Linked DNA regions of Mus musculus: region 2 is linked to region 1. A link is a contact called in public HiChIP or PLAC-seq data. All regions are on one chromosome and are shown on one strand. Each heading gives the region's core, a stretch centred on a gene start, on an enhancer-like site or on the middle of the called end of the contact. The rest is flanking DNA. Distances are from core to core; before and after follow the strand shown.

Region 1 (7,616 bases), core at 3,743-6,242:
GAGATCCAATAGAAACGAGTAGTGCAGGAGACGTGTCTGGTGGCACTGCGAGCCAGAACCCAAGTGCCAATTCCCACCTCTCATTTCTTTCATAATCCTGGAAACCTTTGGCTCGAGTGTTCTAGAACACTTGCTTGGTGTGTCGTAATGCTCAGCTGCCCACCAACGTGTTCCTGAATCAAGCAGAAAGCCCTGAAGTTAAGCTCCTAACCCATGCCTAGAGCCAAAAGTACAGTTGAGTAAGAAAAGATAATAATGACTAAGGGTAGAGTGTAAAAATTTCATCAGCAGACACACCATAGTCCCAGCCCACGCTCCAAGGTCTTACCCTTGCTTCGAGAATACACGTGCATGCGCATGCACTCCGAACTGAAGTTGAAGGCAAGAGGGGAGCTGCCAGGGAAACAGGGAGGCCAGGGAAGGTCGTCTGGACCTCGATTCCAGGAAGGCTTGGCGTTTCTGAGGACAGCTAAGCTGTCTCTCCACTGACACAAAATGTCCTTTACTCTCCAGAGTCAGCAAACATAGTGAGCTGCTTTCATAACAGGGCTCTGCCACACCTTGAAGAGCATGTACCTAGCCAGGCGTGCAGAAGCCCCGGTACTGGTACACTGGCCAGATCAGGTCCTGCTGGCACTGCATCCCCCAACCCCCACCCCTTCCGCTAACCTTGATGTTCCTTTATGTTCCCAGACTTGGATGACAGCCCCAGTGCACAGGTGACCTCAAGCTGTGGTCAACCAGCTCCATGCTGCACCTCATCCCAAGCTGGTTGTATCTGTCAAGATGTCTTTCTTGGCTTCTCTTTATCTCAGAGCCACTGTCAGGGCTCTTGTCAGGAAAGCCCTCGGCCTCCCAGCTCCCATCTACCCACAACTAGAGCCACCTTCAGCATGGGTCCTCTGCCAACTTCCCCCAGGGACCTTGTCTCATCATGCCCTCTAAAGGTGATGGTGGAGAGACCATGGCTCCCTCCATGGCCCAGCCATGAGGCCAGAGCTCGAGCTGCAGCTAATAGGACATCAAGACTGAGTTCTGGAACATGCTGTGGTTGTGGCTTTTTGTTTTGTTTTGTTTTGTTTGCTTTTAATAAAAACAACTAGATCAAGGGAAAAGGTAATAAGCAAACCTCCTGTTTTTTTAAAAAGATTTGTTTATGTATCTTATGTGTTTGTTATGTGCCTATGAGTATGTGTGAGTACAGAGTGTATGTCTGGTATCCTCAAAGGACAAAGGGCATTGCATCCTGCAGTTGAAGTTACATGTGCTGGTAACAAAACTAGGTCCTCTACCAGAACAGCTGAGCTGCCTCTCTGGTGCTTTGATCTTGCTTTTTAATGACACATACATTAACTACCAATAAGTCCCCCCACCCTCCAAGTTTAACATCTTCATTTGCAAAAGGAGGACATCTGAGTCCCTCCATCCTCACAGATCCGGCAGTGTCTGCCTCTAACTCCTGGGAGAGAAGATGTACTCAGGGACACCCCAGGAAGACTTTCAGTAAAATACAAACTTTTGCTACTGGCTATCTCTGGAGTCTGACCGAGTCCCTCGAACTGTAGACTTCTTCTAGAGGATGGCTTCTCTAGACTTGGTCATTCCTGTCCTTGTATTCTTGTGGATGGTCAAAACCTTTTGGAAACTTGAGTTCAACTCCCATTTACTCCACCAAGCATGGATGGCAAACACGAAGAGAAAAACTCCTTATGTTGCTGACCTGTTAGTTCCTCTTTAGTAACAGTATCCAGGATGCTGGGGATACAGTTCAGTCGGTAGCCTGCTTGCCTAGTGACGGGGCTGTGGGTTCATTCTCTAGCACCGCACAGCCAGGCATGAAACCGGGTGTAGAAGTGCATGCCTCTGATCCCAGTGCTTGGGAGATGAAGGCAGGAGGATCGTAGGTTCAAGGTTACCCTACTCTACTACACACGGAGTTCAAAACCAGCCTCATCTAGAGGGAGACCCTGCTCCCCACCCCCAACAATAACAGCACTCAGATTTCATCCTTTTAGCTAATCTAAGAAAAGTCAAACCCCTACCACTTCTTCATAATCAAACCCTTTTTCTGGACCTTGAACAGCCTGGAATGGTTTTGCCACCCCAGTTAGTCCAGGACTTGGCTTTAATTCCTATTTCTAGAAAGGAAAATTCAGTTCACTTCAGTAGGCAAAAATATGTCACAACAAATGGTTTCTAAAGTAAGTGTCGGTTGATTCCGAGTCAATGCTGTTTAAATGTCTGAAGATGGTTGTAGACGGGATTCCCTAACAGGTCTACGATGTCTATACTGATGGAGTGGGTGGAGCCGGCTTCTGAAGGGAACTGATGCCAATATCTCATTCACACTTCAAGCCCTGATCCAGACCCAAGTTTACCTGTGATGGTGAAAATCCATCAGTGCAACGGGCGAGCAATGCATTTCTGCAGGAAGCTCCAATATGAAAGAAAGTAGAAATCGGATTGCATGCAAATCGAGAGAGAAGTACTAACTCTCCCCGATTCTCAGCGCCTCCTTTCTCTGTCCTCGAAAATCCCACCACCACATAAAGATTACGGACTGATGAGAACTTCATCTGTTACTATGGACGCACGAGTGCTCCGCCATCCTGACAGCTGGAAGGTAAGAGCCGCCACCTGACTTTTACGACCGGAGCAGCAGCCCTTCAAGTTTCTTGACCTAAATATTTTTACTCCTCCTGTTGCCTTTTAGAAATGAAAACAAACAAACAACAACAAAACCCTTGGGGGGGGGGGCTAAACTTAACTAAAAAATCGTGACCCTCAGAATTCAGAGTCACACCGTCTGGGGCCCCACCTAAGGCTTCCTGGCTCTGAATTTGACAAAATCTCATGAAACTCCTATGCACACTGAAGTTGGAGAACTGGTTTCATGTTCTGACTTCAGAGAGAAAAGAACCGATTTTAATGATTCCTAGTGAATGGCTTGTTTGGTGCCCTCTGGCTCTCCATCCTAGTGTCTTCTGTTATGATTTTTATGGGGAGTCGAAGCTCACTGCCTTCCCCCACAGCCTGGTGCATCAGGGTGCGCCATCCCCTTACTGACCATGACCATCCTCCGCACACGGCTCCTTCCTCTCCCCTTCTCCCATAAGTAAAGCTCATTTTGTGACTAAGAAGACAAAAGGACATCATGTCAGAGAAAAAGAACCAAACGAATAAGGAGGAAACTGGAGAAAAGCTGGAAAATAAATTTCTGCAGCGAACACTACACGCACAGCCTGCTGGTGCGACCCACTTTTCAGGTGGCACTTGGGCATTTGGCCACTGAGCGATGGGCATGGTCACGTGCATTCTACAGACTTGGGATTTCTTTGGCACTAAAGTTGGCTATAAATTGTGTATAAATGTGCATGTGTATGGGGGTGGGGGGAGTTGTATCTTGTTATGCTTAAGGTAGCCCAGCCATGTGCCTGAATGGGTCAGTTCCTACAGCTCTCCCAGGACAAAAAGCCTTGATCTATCCTAATTAGAGTGGTTATCTCCCCATGGCCATGCTGAGTGGCTGGTGGCTAAGGAGGCCAGCTTGGCCTTATCCTTGGTCACTGTGAGAGCCAGCAGAGGGTCCTCCATTGTTACTGTCTCTGATACAACTCTTCTGCTACTCCATGGAATCACCTTATTTTATGGTGCCCTGGCTTATAATTTCATTAGGCTGCTAACATCTTGCTAACGGGGTTGCTAAGCAAAACAAGAGATTATCGTTCTCAGGAGTCCCTCTTGGGCCTGAGACAGACACCAAGCATCCGAGTTAAGTCCAGAGATGGTCTCTAAGACTTAGCTAGCATTTCAAGATGCAAAGGCAATTAAAAAAAAAAGCAGCTTACCACCCAACTCAGGCTCCTGTCAAAAGCCCATGAGTATGTATGCAGTGTGCATGCATGCACCTGGGTAAAAATGTGCACACCACATGCACACAGACTCTGAGGAGGTCCGAAGAGGGTATCAGATTCTATGAAACTACAGTTGTCGATGGTTCCGAGCTACCAATGTGAGGACCTGGGAGGGGAAGTGAACCCAGGTCCTCTGAAAGGACAGCTCGCACTCTGAACAGCTGAGCAAGCTTTCGTGGCCATGTTTTGATTGTCTATACACTAGGAAAATATAATGGCAGTCATTAGTGGAGGGAATTTATCCACAGAAGTTTTCAAAGCACAGAGAACACAACGGGAGCTTTCTGGCAACTGTAACAAATGAGGCTTTCTTTGCCTGCAAGCCTGGCTGTCCCCTAGCTGTGGGCATTGTGGCCTCATGATTCCACGGAGGAAACAGAAGCAGCCAACCAGGCAGAGCCTCGGTGGGGCTGACCTCAAAGGTGCTATGTAAGGGAGGGTGGCCTTGAACTCCTGACTCTCTTGCCTCCACAGACACCATCTTAAAGTTCCTTTACAAGCTTGAGGAGACACCTGAGGGCCTGCTGCTTGGTCAGGGCTGGAGAACAGGTTTATTTTCCTCACCATAACCTTGCACAACAGCCTTAAATCTTTGCAAAGGAATGAAAGGTCAGCACTTGCCCTGAGCAGATGCCAACAGCACTGACTCTCTGGGTGACACCACCTTTGCCTTTCAGGGCTGGCCGTTTGATTTAGAATGTAAGAGTGCAACAGGAACTAAGCAGGGACTTCCTCTGCATCCATGGAAACGGCAGACTTAATTCTCAACCTGCCCTCCTCCTCACCTCCCATGTCAGTGATTCGCGTCTCAACCATCCTGGGAGTCAGAACACCAGGAAATCTGGCCTCTGCCTAGGGAGGAGAAGCAGCACTGGGCTGAGGCCGGCTGTATTTGATTCTCTTCCAAAGAGGTGTCCTCCCCTTCGAAACAGAGGTCGGGCCAAGGCAGTGCTGTCAGTGAACTCATGTGCTAATTTAAAGGGAGATGGGTGGGATCAAGGGACAGTTCAGCAGTGAGTGGCCTTAGAGAACCTGCAGAGTCACTTCCCCTGTGGAGCTAGGAGTCAGTGAGAAAGCTGAACAGGGTGGGGGTGAGATGAACCCTGAGAAGAAGGAGGAAGGAAGCCCAGCCCCGGGGACCGGGGACCGGGAGGGCAGCTGTTGGTGGGCTTGACATCTGTCATCTGAACAGTGAACCCTTGCAGAAATGCAGGCGGGCAGGGCGTGGATCGCTCGCAAAGCCTTGGCCTTGGCCCAGCTGCCAAGGGGAAACAGGTGGCCAGCCAGTCACCTCCCTCCACACCCTAGAAGGGACAAGATTGAAGGCACACTGGAGTCTCAGTCAGGACAGCATGCTTCTGTGGGGGTCTCTAGCGGCCTGCCTTGCCCACAAGTGGCATGAAGACACACTTGCCGTTCTTGGGTTCCGTGCAGACTATAAACCCAGGCGTGAGAGCTGCCATGGGAACACAAGAATGATGGAGGCTGAGGCTGAGAACCCACCCTGAGAACACACGTTCCTGTAGGTGCACTCACCAGAGGTAAATGAGAGAGGCAGCCAGAGCCCAGCAGTTAAGGCAGACACATTCCGGCTGCGAATAGGGGACTAGTAGAGCGCCCCATAACCACACAGTGAAATGGTATAGGTAGGGCCCTCTTTATAAGGTCCTGTAGCCCCCACGTTTTGTCAGACCAGAACAACATGACTTCACTGATGGGGTCCTTTAAGCTGGAGAGGGGAGCCCCTGGCAGAAATCTAATAAAACATGTTTGGTAGTCACTACCCATACAAGGGAGAACCAAGAACATTTCGATTTGTTGATGACAAAAGGTTGTGGCCTTGCTCCTTGGACCTGGAGGAGCCCTTTCTTCTACCAAGGAAGGCAACTGCTTAGCAGAGCCACCCAAGTGCCGTCCACACCCTACCACTGAATTAATAATGCTGAGTGGAGCTTCAAAGGAATCCCCAACCATCAAAAAAAAAAATATGCTTGGAAAGAGAAAAGTCACATCTGAAACAGGAAGAGGCATGGAAGAGGCATCTGTTTCCCAATCTCCCTCCACGGTGGAGAGCCACACCCTCAGGCCCAATGGCCAAGAGATGGGGTGTTGGGAAGGGGCTGGGACGGGATCAGCAGACACCTGCTTCCCTCATAGCTCCCGGCCCCTCTGTTCCCCGGAGCTCTAAGAGAACAGGCAAGGGCCACAGAGCTCATTACCACCATCCAAGCGTGAAGCCAATGGAGCTCTTCCATGCAGCCCAGTTAATAACCTAAGGGTCCTCTGAGGACCGCCCATTCCTGTCAACGGCCATGCCACCGGAGGGGGGCAGGACCCAGAGGCCACCAGGAACTGCAAGCAGGGAAGGCAGGCATCTTCTCTTTATCACTAGTCATTACCAGTCTAGCATTGCAGTGTAAACAAACGGGAAATGTCATTTTAGAAAATGCACAGTAGTCAGTCCCCATGAGGTAAAATATTTTAATTAACTGGGAAGGTTAATTTGAATTGAAGAAAAGGGTAAACGCTCAAGTATTTACTATACGTTTTAAACACAAACACGCAGGGGGTGCAGGGGAGGTGCACACACACACACATGCTCGCACAGAGCGTAACTAAGAAGGCGCTAGGTTTAAAGGGTACGCAAGCAGGCAGGTTTCGGGAACACCTGCTTGAATAAGGGTGTGTAACAGTGTGTGTCAACAGGCTCCTGGGAAGTGTTCTAGGAACACAGGCTGTCAAATGCCCTCCAGCATCAATTTGCTTACATTCCTTTTGTGTGCACTGTGATATATGTTAGTGTCTATTCCTGCACTTGGATCTTGGGAATCTAACCTAATGTGTTGTGTGTGTGCCCTGTTCACATGTGCATGCACACCTGTGAGTACTTTCATACTCGTATGAAGGTCAGAAAATATCTGGATGTCGTCTGTTCTCTCCTGTGTGTCTCAGCAACTTAACTCAGGTCATCAGTCTAGGTGGCTAGCACCTTTAATGTCTGAGCCATCCACTGACCCGAATGGTTGGTTGACTGACTGACTGACTGACTGACTGACTGACTCATTTACTTTTGCTGTTTCTTAACCCCAAAATGAAAACATCTAATGGTGTCTATGATAAACCATGTAAAGACAGACCAATATAACAAAGCAATGACAACTGGCTGGCATTTATTGGGCATCTAACTACATAAAAGGGTGCTTCCTGTCCCGGGGAGCCATACAAGCATGAGAATCCAAGTTCCATCCTCAGCGTGCACACTGTTAAAAAGTCAGGCATGGCAGTGTGTGCTTCTGAAATCAAGCACCGCCAGGAGCATGCCCGGCTGGTCAGCTTAGCTGACCCGGTAAACCCCAGGTCTAAGAGGAACGTCTGCGGAAAGCAACATGCACAGTTCCTGAGGAACACTGCCTCAGACTGACTTTTGGTCTCCTCGCCCACAGGAACATCTCAATGTGTGCCCTGATACGCATGCAAATATAAACTTTTAACTGTTCTTGAGATTTTTAATTTAGTGCCTGTGGGTAGTTTTTGCATGCATGTATGTCTGTGCACTGCACGAATGCAGTGCCTGCCGAGGCTAGAAGGGGGTGTCGGGTCCCCCAAGTCTGAATCACAGATGATTGGTTGTTAGTCACTGTGTAAGTGCTGGAAATGAAACCAGAATCCTCCGCATGAGCAGCCAGTGCTCTCAACAGCTGA
Region 2 (7,616 bases), core at 2,361-4,860, 800 kb after region 1:
CAAGTCACAGGAAATAAAGGAATAAAACAAGCATCTCACTTCCCTATGTCTGCCTCATTCCTTGACCTCTACTAATGGATTCCCTCATAATATGAAACTACTGTCACTGAGGTCATCATTGACCTTCCAGTGGTTAACCCAAAGCCGCCCTTTAAACTAAAGGATATGTCCACTGGCTATGTAGTTCATTTCTCCCTTGACTCCCGGTTCTTCTCCTGCCTCTTTGACTGCCTTGTTTCCATTTCCATTGTGACTTTATCTGTCCCCTCTACCTACCTTCCATCTATCCTTCCTTCCTCCATCTTTAATGGAAGAAAGGTTTACAGAAGTGTGGATATTCCACTAGATGGGACTAACACTAGATGGGATAACAGGAAACTAACACTAGCTTTGAACCTGAAGACCGAGTGTTTGCTAGACTCCAGAAACTCAAGGCTAGGGAAAGTAGCCTGGTGGTAGAATGCTTACCTACCAAGCACAAGAACCCGGGGTCAGTCCCTGGTACCATGGAAATAAACATGAAGGAACAAACAAACTCCTAGAAAGTGAAGCTGTGAGGGGCTTCCTGCCAGGGGCTGAGCCTTTGGCAGAGGAGCGAAACTACCTAGGGGGTAGCCCTTCTGCCTTGGCTTTCCTCCTTATCATCCCTGCTGAGGTCCCCAACATCATGCTGCTACCTCTAAGCCAGAGCCCTCCTCCTCTGATGATAACCCTTATCCCAGAGACTCTTTCCTATCCCAGTGGCCAAGTAGTCGAATTCTGTCTCTTCCAGCAACCGGAGTTACCTGCCTTCTGCCTGGACATCCCTGTCTGTCAGACACCATCAACTCAGGCAGTCCACAGGCCATCATGCCTTCCTGTCATGCTGTCCCTTTCCTGTCTTCTTTTCTATTGTGGCTGGCTTGTCCTTTCCATTGTCATGGATGAGGTCTTATCAGGAACAACCCCCACCCCCAACCTCTTCCAGCAGCATTCTTTTCTCTGCTGATAGGGAATTCATCAGGGTTCTTTCTAAAAGATAACCTTTAATACTATCTTAGCCCTTCTAGAAGTTTTTCTACTCAGCCCATTACATCTTGGATGATGATACAAATCCTGGGCCTGGAGCCCTCTCTGCTCCCCTCCTTCCCTGTTCCCATTTCCCAGTCCTTGGCACCTGTGCACACGTTCCTACAGCTGGGCCATCAGCGGCTCTCCCAGGGGCTTACTCTCTTCTTCTCAAAGACTGGAAGATCCTTCCTTCACCTCCCACAGCAAAGGCCTCAGGCCTTCCTCATCCCATTGAACTCCTCCTCTCCGGAAGGCACTCCCACATCCCAAGCTCAGCAGGGACTGCCTAGAGCCCAGGATCAGTATCTCCTTCTTTCTTTTGTTATCTATGTAAGTTCTCTGACCTCCCCTTGCATTTGGGACCCACCACTGACTCTCTGTTTGCTGAAAGCAGGGGTAGGGGCCCACTTCCCACTTCCGGTTCCAGCAACATTCATCTGGACCGGCCCAGACACATCACACTCTTCCAACCTCCAATCATCCTGTGCCCATGACTGATTCCTGCACCGCCACACCCACTTCAATGGGAAGTGCCTCCTTGCCCTTCAAGGCCTGGGTCTGCAAGCCTGTTTCTGACAGGAATGATGCCTTGTCCCTGTGGATCCTTCGGAAAGCTTGTCACCTCCTGTGGGATGTGCTGAAGGATGGGGCCTCTGTGTGATTAAGTTAACCAAGGTCTACATGCAGTGTAATATAGTCTAGAGACTATTCTGTATGCGTCACACACATCAACGGATTTGATCTGTGTTACAATGCTATAAAGAAAATACTGTTGTGGTTAATATTTTATGGGTTATAACACTGGAACATGACATATTACTAACTTTTCTTGTCGCTATGAGCAATTACCTCATAAGACGTAACATAAGAGTTGGAGGATTCCTTACGGTGGGGAAGTCACGGTGGGGGGAGAATTCCCATGGTGTTTACTCACATCTCTGGGTACCAGCGAACAGATATAGGACAGGAAGTGGAGCCAGACTATAAACAGAGGCATATTTCCTCCAGCTGGTCTCCACCTCCCCAAAGTTCCATACCTTCTTCTAACAGAGCTACCAATTAAGAACCAATTGTTTAAACACATGTTCGTGGGGGGTGGGGGGGTGGCGGGGCATTTTTCACCCAAACCCTAACTTATGTGGAAGCTAGTTAAACTCTCCAAAGTCACATGGCTAGAACATTTCACAGATAGGATTTGAACCTAAATCATCTGGTTTGCCACAGGGACCTAAATCTGGGACATAGGCAGAGGGTTTTGATCACCTCGATGTGGATGGAGGGTGACCTTGATTTTGCAGATGTGGTGAGCTGTGGAAGGACTTCATGTTCTCATAGTGGATAGTCTTGAGGTGGATTTCAATTGTACTGTGCAGAGGGAGAGAAGCTGTGGGGTTGGGGTGGGGACCAGTCCCTGGGTCCTGGTAGTAGAGGGATAGTTTCTTCCTTTATCAAATTTGTGACTAGAAGAAGACAATCAGTTGTTTGGTATTTTCCTCCCTTTCCTGGAAGTGCCAAGGCTGCATGAAGAGAAGCTTTCAGAAGCTCTGTGGGTGGCTAGGAACATCTGGCATGGAAGTTGCTAAGCAACTCCAGAGGCCTGCCTTCTGGTGAAGCCTGAGAACTGGCCTGGCCTCCTTGGCCAGTGAAGGACATGGCTTCCTTAAAACACTTGTATCCTGTGCCTTTCAGCATTCTCCTGGTCAGCCTTGGGTGACAGTGATGAGTGTGGACACATAGAATATTATCAAAGCAGACAGTATTTGCTGCAGGCTCTTTCTGGGGACCCTGGGACCAGCCATTGGACACTTGGACTTGGCATTTTGGATATTCCCAACCTGCTCTTTAATGAGTCTAATTTCGTGTGTGGGTGACAATGGGAACAGAAGTAAAGAGGGAAGCTGAGATGTACTGTAGGCTGAATTAACGAATTTCAAATTATATATTGAAGTAAGAATCCTTGTGGCTTCAGAATGTCCCTGTACTGGGGAACAGGCCCCTTAAAGAACTATGTAATGTTTACTGATATCATTGGGGTCGTAATGCTTACTGAGACTCTTGGGGAGGTATATTAATCCAAGAACTGGGCTCTTCATCAAAAGAGGGAACTTGAATCCAGACTTCCTATAGAAGAACACAGGAAGGAGCCAGCCATGAGGCAGCCCAGGAGAGTCAAAGCAAGCCTGCTTACACTCTGCTCTTGGACTTCAGCCTCCAGAATTACAAGAACATAGATCTTGGTTGCCTGAGTCATCCTGGTACAACATCTGCTTCTTCAGCTCTAGCAAGCTATTGGAAGGGGTCATCTCATTCACTGTGCCCCCCGGTCATGGCACTCCCATCTCCATGGGGTCAGTCTAGCCAAACAGGAAGGGATTTCTGGCTAGAGAGGGACTGGGTGTAGGTGACACTGGGCATGGGCCTACAGGGCTGTCATAGGCTAGATGGGTAAGCCTTGCCCTTAGGGAGCTTCTAATCCCATGGAGAGACAAGTACACTGTGAGCTAAGTACCTATGAGTCACTCAGTAATGAAACATTCACATGAGACAGCAAGAGAGGTGAGAGTCCATGGTCCAGGATGATGTCATAGAGGCTTGCTTCAAAGGCTCAGCCTTGGGGCCGACCTGTGCATAACAAGTGTGAGGTCCTGAGTTCAAATCCCACAAATCCTTATAAAAATCCAGGAATGGGTATGTGTGCCTGCAACCACAGGGACTAAAGCAGAGAACAATATAGAAAAGTACTTCATGTCCTTGTCTGGCTTCTGTGTATGCCTACACAAGCATGCACACTCACACACTGTGGTGTATATGCCCACCCCTGTAACATGTATCCCATACCTCTCTCTCTGTCTCTGAATCTGTCTCTGTCTCTGTCTCTCTCTCTCTCTCTCTGTCTCTCTCTCTCTCTCTCTCTCTGTCTCTCTGTCTCTCTGTCTCTCTGTCTCTCTCTCTCTCTCTCTCTCACACACACACACACACATACACACACACACACACACACACACACACACACACACACACACACGATGCAGAGAAACACAGGGTTTTCTCGGGCACTGCAATCAGACACTGGAGGAAAGAGTACCCAAGAGGAGGTGTGTACATGTGAAAATGCTCAGAGGCACTTACTATGATGTCGAAGACCAGGCCTGGAGCTGCATCAGACAGGCCACCACACACGTAGGCTGGGTTCGGGAACCTCAGAAAGAATACAATTTATCAGTCAGTGTGCTGGGCCAGTGATATCCTAGGCTAGTAGGGGGAACCATAGGCAGGTCACTCAGTTTTCTGGGATGTCAACACTCTCTGTTGCAAAAGTAGCAATGATCACAGCTCTTGCCTTGTAGGGGTGCTGTGAAGACTAGGTAGGTGTACTGGCTAGTTTTGTGTCAACTTGACACAGCTGGAGTTATCACAGAGAAAGGAGCTTCAGTTGAGGAAATGCCTCCATGAGATCCAACTGTAAGGCATTTTCTCAATTAGTGATCAAGGGGGAAAGGCCCCTTGTGGGTGGGACCATCTCAGGGCTGGTAGTCTTGGTTCTATAAGAAAGCAGGCTGAGCAAGCCAGGTGAGGCAAGCCAGTAAAGAACATCCCTCCATGGCCTCTGCATCAGCTCCTGCTTCCTGACCTGCTTGAGTTCCAGTCCTGGCTTCCTTGGTGATGAACAGCAGTATGGAAGTGTAAGCCGAATAAACCCTTTCCTCCCCAACTTGTTTCTTGGTCATGATGTTTGTGCAGGAATAGAAACCCTGACTACTAAGACAAATTGGTACCAGTGGAGTGGGGTATTCCTGTGACAACCTGACCATGTTTTGGGGAGGACTGTGGAAGGACTTTGGAACTTTGGGCTTGAAGATCCATCCATTGTTAAGACCTCTGTCGGATGTTGTGTAGGAGCTTGGAAGATAATGTTGAGAACACTGCAGAAGTTGGAGCTCTGGTGTGTGAAATTTCAGAGGGAAAATTAAAGACTCTTTTCAGGGCCATTCCTGTTTTGATTGTGAAGATTCTGTAGTTCTGGTTAGCTGGGGCTGAAGAATCAGCTGTGATTAACAAGATACCAGAACTACTAAAGCAAAAACTTTGCATTACTGGGACTATTGATGCTGGTTAGCTGGAGCTAAGAAATTAGCGGTGATTAAGAAGAGACCAGCATCATTGAGGTGACATCTTCTGGGAAGTATTTTCTGAAAGCACAGTGGCTGTGTTCCAGATATAGCCAAAGTTGTACCTTGTGCTGTGGCTGGACTTGGTAATGTGTAAGGGTCACCCAGGTGGTACTGGTTTTGAAGGCATGAAGGAGTTGAGCAGAGCAGCTGAGGCTTGGCACAGTGAGAGGCCATGGAAGGCCATTGGTGAAAGTGCAGCCTCAGTTGCAATTGATGGCCCAGGACTGAAGGGGTCATGCAGTGTTTTGGAGATGCCAGTACCATGAGATGACCACCAAGAGCAGCAGCAGCAGTGGAGTACAGGCATCTGGAGCCTAGAGGATGACTCGTGTGCTACAAAGGGCCTGGCTGGAGAAGTGACCCAAGCCCTTGGAGGAGCCCAGAAGATCGTGAGTTGGATCCCAGACATTGGACAGTTGGAGATTGACTTTTGCTTTTGATTGTGACTGTGCCCTGATATTTTCCCTCTTGAAGAAAGAAACTGTTTTAGTGGAGCCCACAGTTAAGAGACTTTTAATTGTAAAAAGACTTTGGATTTTAAAAGAGATGGATATTTTAAAGAGATTGAAATTTTAAGCATATGTAAAGACTGTGGGACTTTTAAAGTTATTTAGAATGGGGATGAATAAGATTGTAAGGGTTGAGGCTTACTAGTGATGTTTTTGTGTGTCAAGTTGACAAGGGGTCAATTGTACTGGCTAGTTTTGTGTCAACTTGACACAGCTGGAGTTATCACAGAGAAAGGAGCTTCAGTTGAGGAAATGCCTCCATGAGATCCAACTGTAAGGCATTTTCTCAATTAGTGATCAAGGGGGAAAGGCCCCTTGTGGGTGGGACCATCTCAGGGCTGGTAGTCTTGGTTCTATAAGAAAGCAGGCTGAGCAAGCCAGGTGAGGCAAGCCAGTAAAGAACATCCCTCCATGGCCTCTGCATCAGCTCCTGCTTCCTGACCTGCTTGAGTTCCAGTCCTGGCTTCCTTGGTGATGAACAGCAGTATGGAAGTGTAAGCCGAATAAACCCTTTCCTCCCCAACTTGTTTCTTGGTCATGATGTTTGTGCAGGAATAGAAACCCCGACTAAGACAGTAGGTAAAACCCTACAGTGTAGTTTGTCACGTGGTCGGACCTTCCCTGCTCATGCTTGGCTCCCTTGTCACAGCTACTCCTCCCCCCTCCTTGGTGTGGCTGAAACAACAACTTCATCAACTTCTCTTATGAGGCATGGAGAGGAGTCAGGTCAGCGAAGAAAGCCACTTGTCGCCAATTGAAATTGAGAACTGAGAGTCTAGAGGCTCCTGGCAAACGCACAAGAACTTGCCAGAAAACATTTGGTACAGGGTTCTGGGATGCCTGGTTCTCAACACAGAACCCTCTGAGGCTCTATAGGTTGCTCACACATGCACTGGGGAAGGAACCAAAAAGAGGACCTGAAAGAATGATGCATTTTTCTCAGTAAGAGTCCAAGGAGGTGACCAGGGAAAGGGATGCTATCTCAGGCTCCCAGGAGAAAGGTTGCTGCAGAGGTCACCTGTCTTGTGGATGCTGCGTGCCAGCTGATAGAACGTACTTGGCTTGAATTAAAGACCCCTACCCCATTTTATAAGCTATACGGTTCTTGGTAAGGTTAAAACATGTAGACAATGATTCTTGATTGATCATGAATTCATGATTCAATATCGCTTGCCCAAACTCCATATGCCCTTTGAACATTTTCCTCACTTCCCTGATCTTGTCATCTGTCTGGCTCTTCTTTGTCATGCCTCAGCTCAGGTGTCACTCCCCTCTGAATCTGGAGTTAGATGTTGCTTTGCTCTTCCTACAGCAAACTGGCTTGCACCTGTCACCTGTCACCTGGGTGAACTTGCCAAGGGTTGGGATGCTATCTAGACTGTCAGCTCTGTCAGGAAGGGCCACAACTGCCTTGCTGGTGACTGCTCAGGCTATGGTCCAGGCAGAGAAGAATGCAGATGCTTAAGGATTGAGTTAGACGTGCAAGATGATGACTGCCATCCTCAAGTTTATAAGCTGTTCTCAGATGACAGGTCCCTGCTGTCTTGACGATGCTTCTTAAGATGAATCTTCTCTAGGTTAAGTGTTGAAGATTACTTAGTCTTCATAGGAGCTTATGCATTTATAGGGCTAAAATGGCTGAAACTGTAAAAATGACATTTTATTTTATTCTTGTTATTACAAATCAGATCGGTAGCAAGGATGAATTTTCAAGCCAGACTGATTTCAATTTCAGGTCCACCACCAGGGACTGCATGACTCTGGGTAAATAATGGGATTTTTTTGTGCCTCAGTTTCCTCATTTGTGAGAGAGAGGTATTAATCAGCCTGATGGGGTTCTCGTGGTGATGATGATATTGGTCAACATTAAAGTTTAAAAGTGAGA

The links. HiChIP or PLAC-seq counts read pairs in DNA pulled down with a chosen protein or histone mark.
Region 2: an H3K27ac HiChIP or PLAC-seq map of microglia shows a contact between it and region 1, with 5 times the contacts expected there. The contact joins two enhancer-like sites. A contact is called at or near these places in 1 of 115 datasets of contacts at active chromatin or transcription factors (microglia) and 1 of 9 other capture datasets (embryonic stem cells).

Annotation. Positions count from the first base shown.
Region 1 is chr15:58,999,284-59,006,899 of GRCm38.p6, forward strand. The region is part of intron 3 of Mtss1 (MTSS I-BAR domain containing 1); the gene reads right to left. Among named protein-coding and RNA genes, the nearest start is that of Gm41330, 8.6 kb to the left of the region's middle. Within about 2 kb of position 4,993, at least 182 of the 459 cell types and tissues checked have an H3K27ac peak or open chromatin away from gene starts, as enhancers often do. A contact at or near this core is called in microglia, where this site is marked.
Region 2 is chr15:59,796,066-59,803,681 of GRCm38.p6, forward strand. No RefSeq gene overlaps it. Among named protein-coding and RNA genes, the nearest start is that of Gm19510, 4.9 kb to the left of the region's middle. Within about 2 kb of position 3,611, at least 49 of the 459 cell types and tissues checked have an H3K27ac peak or open chromatin away from gene starts, as enhancers often do. A contact at or near this core is called in microglia, where this site is marked.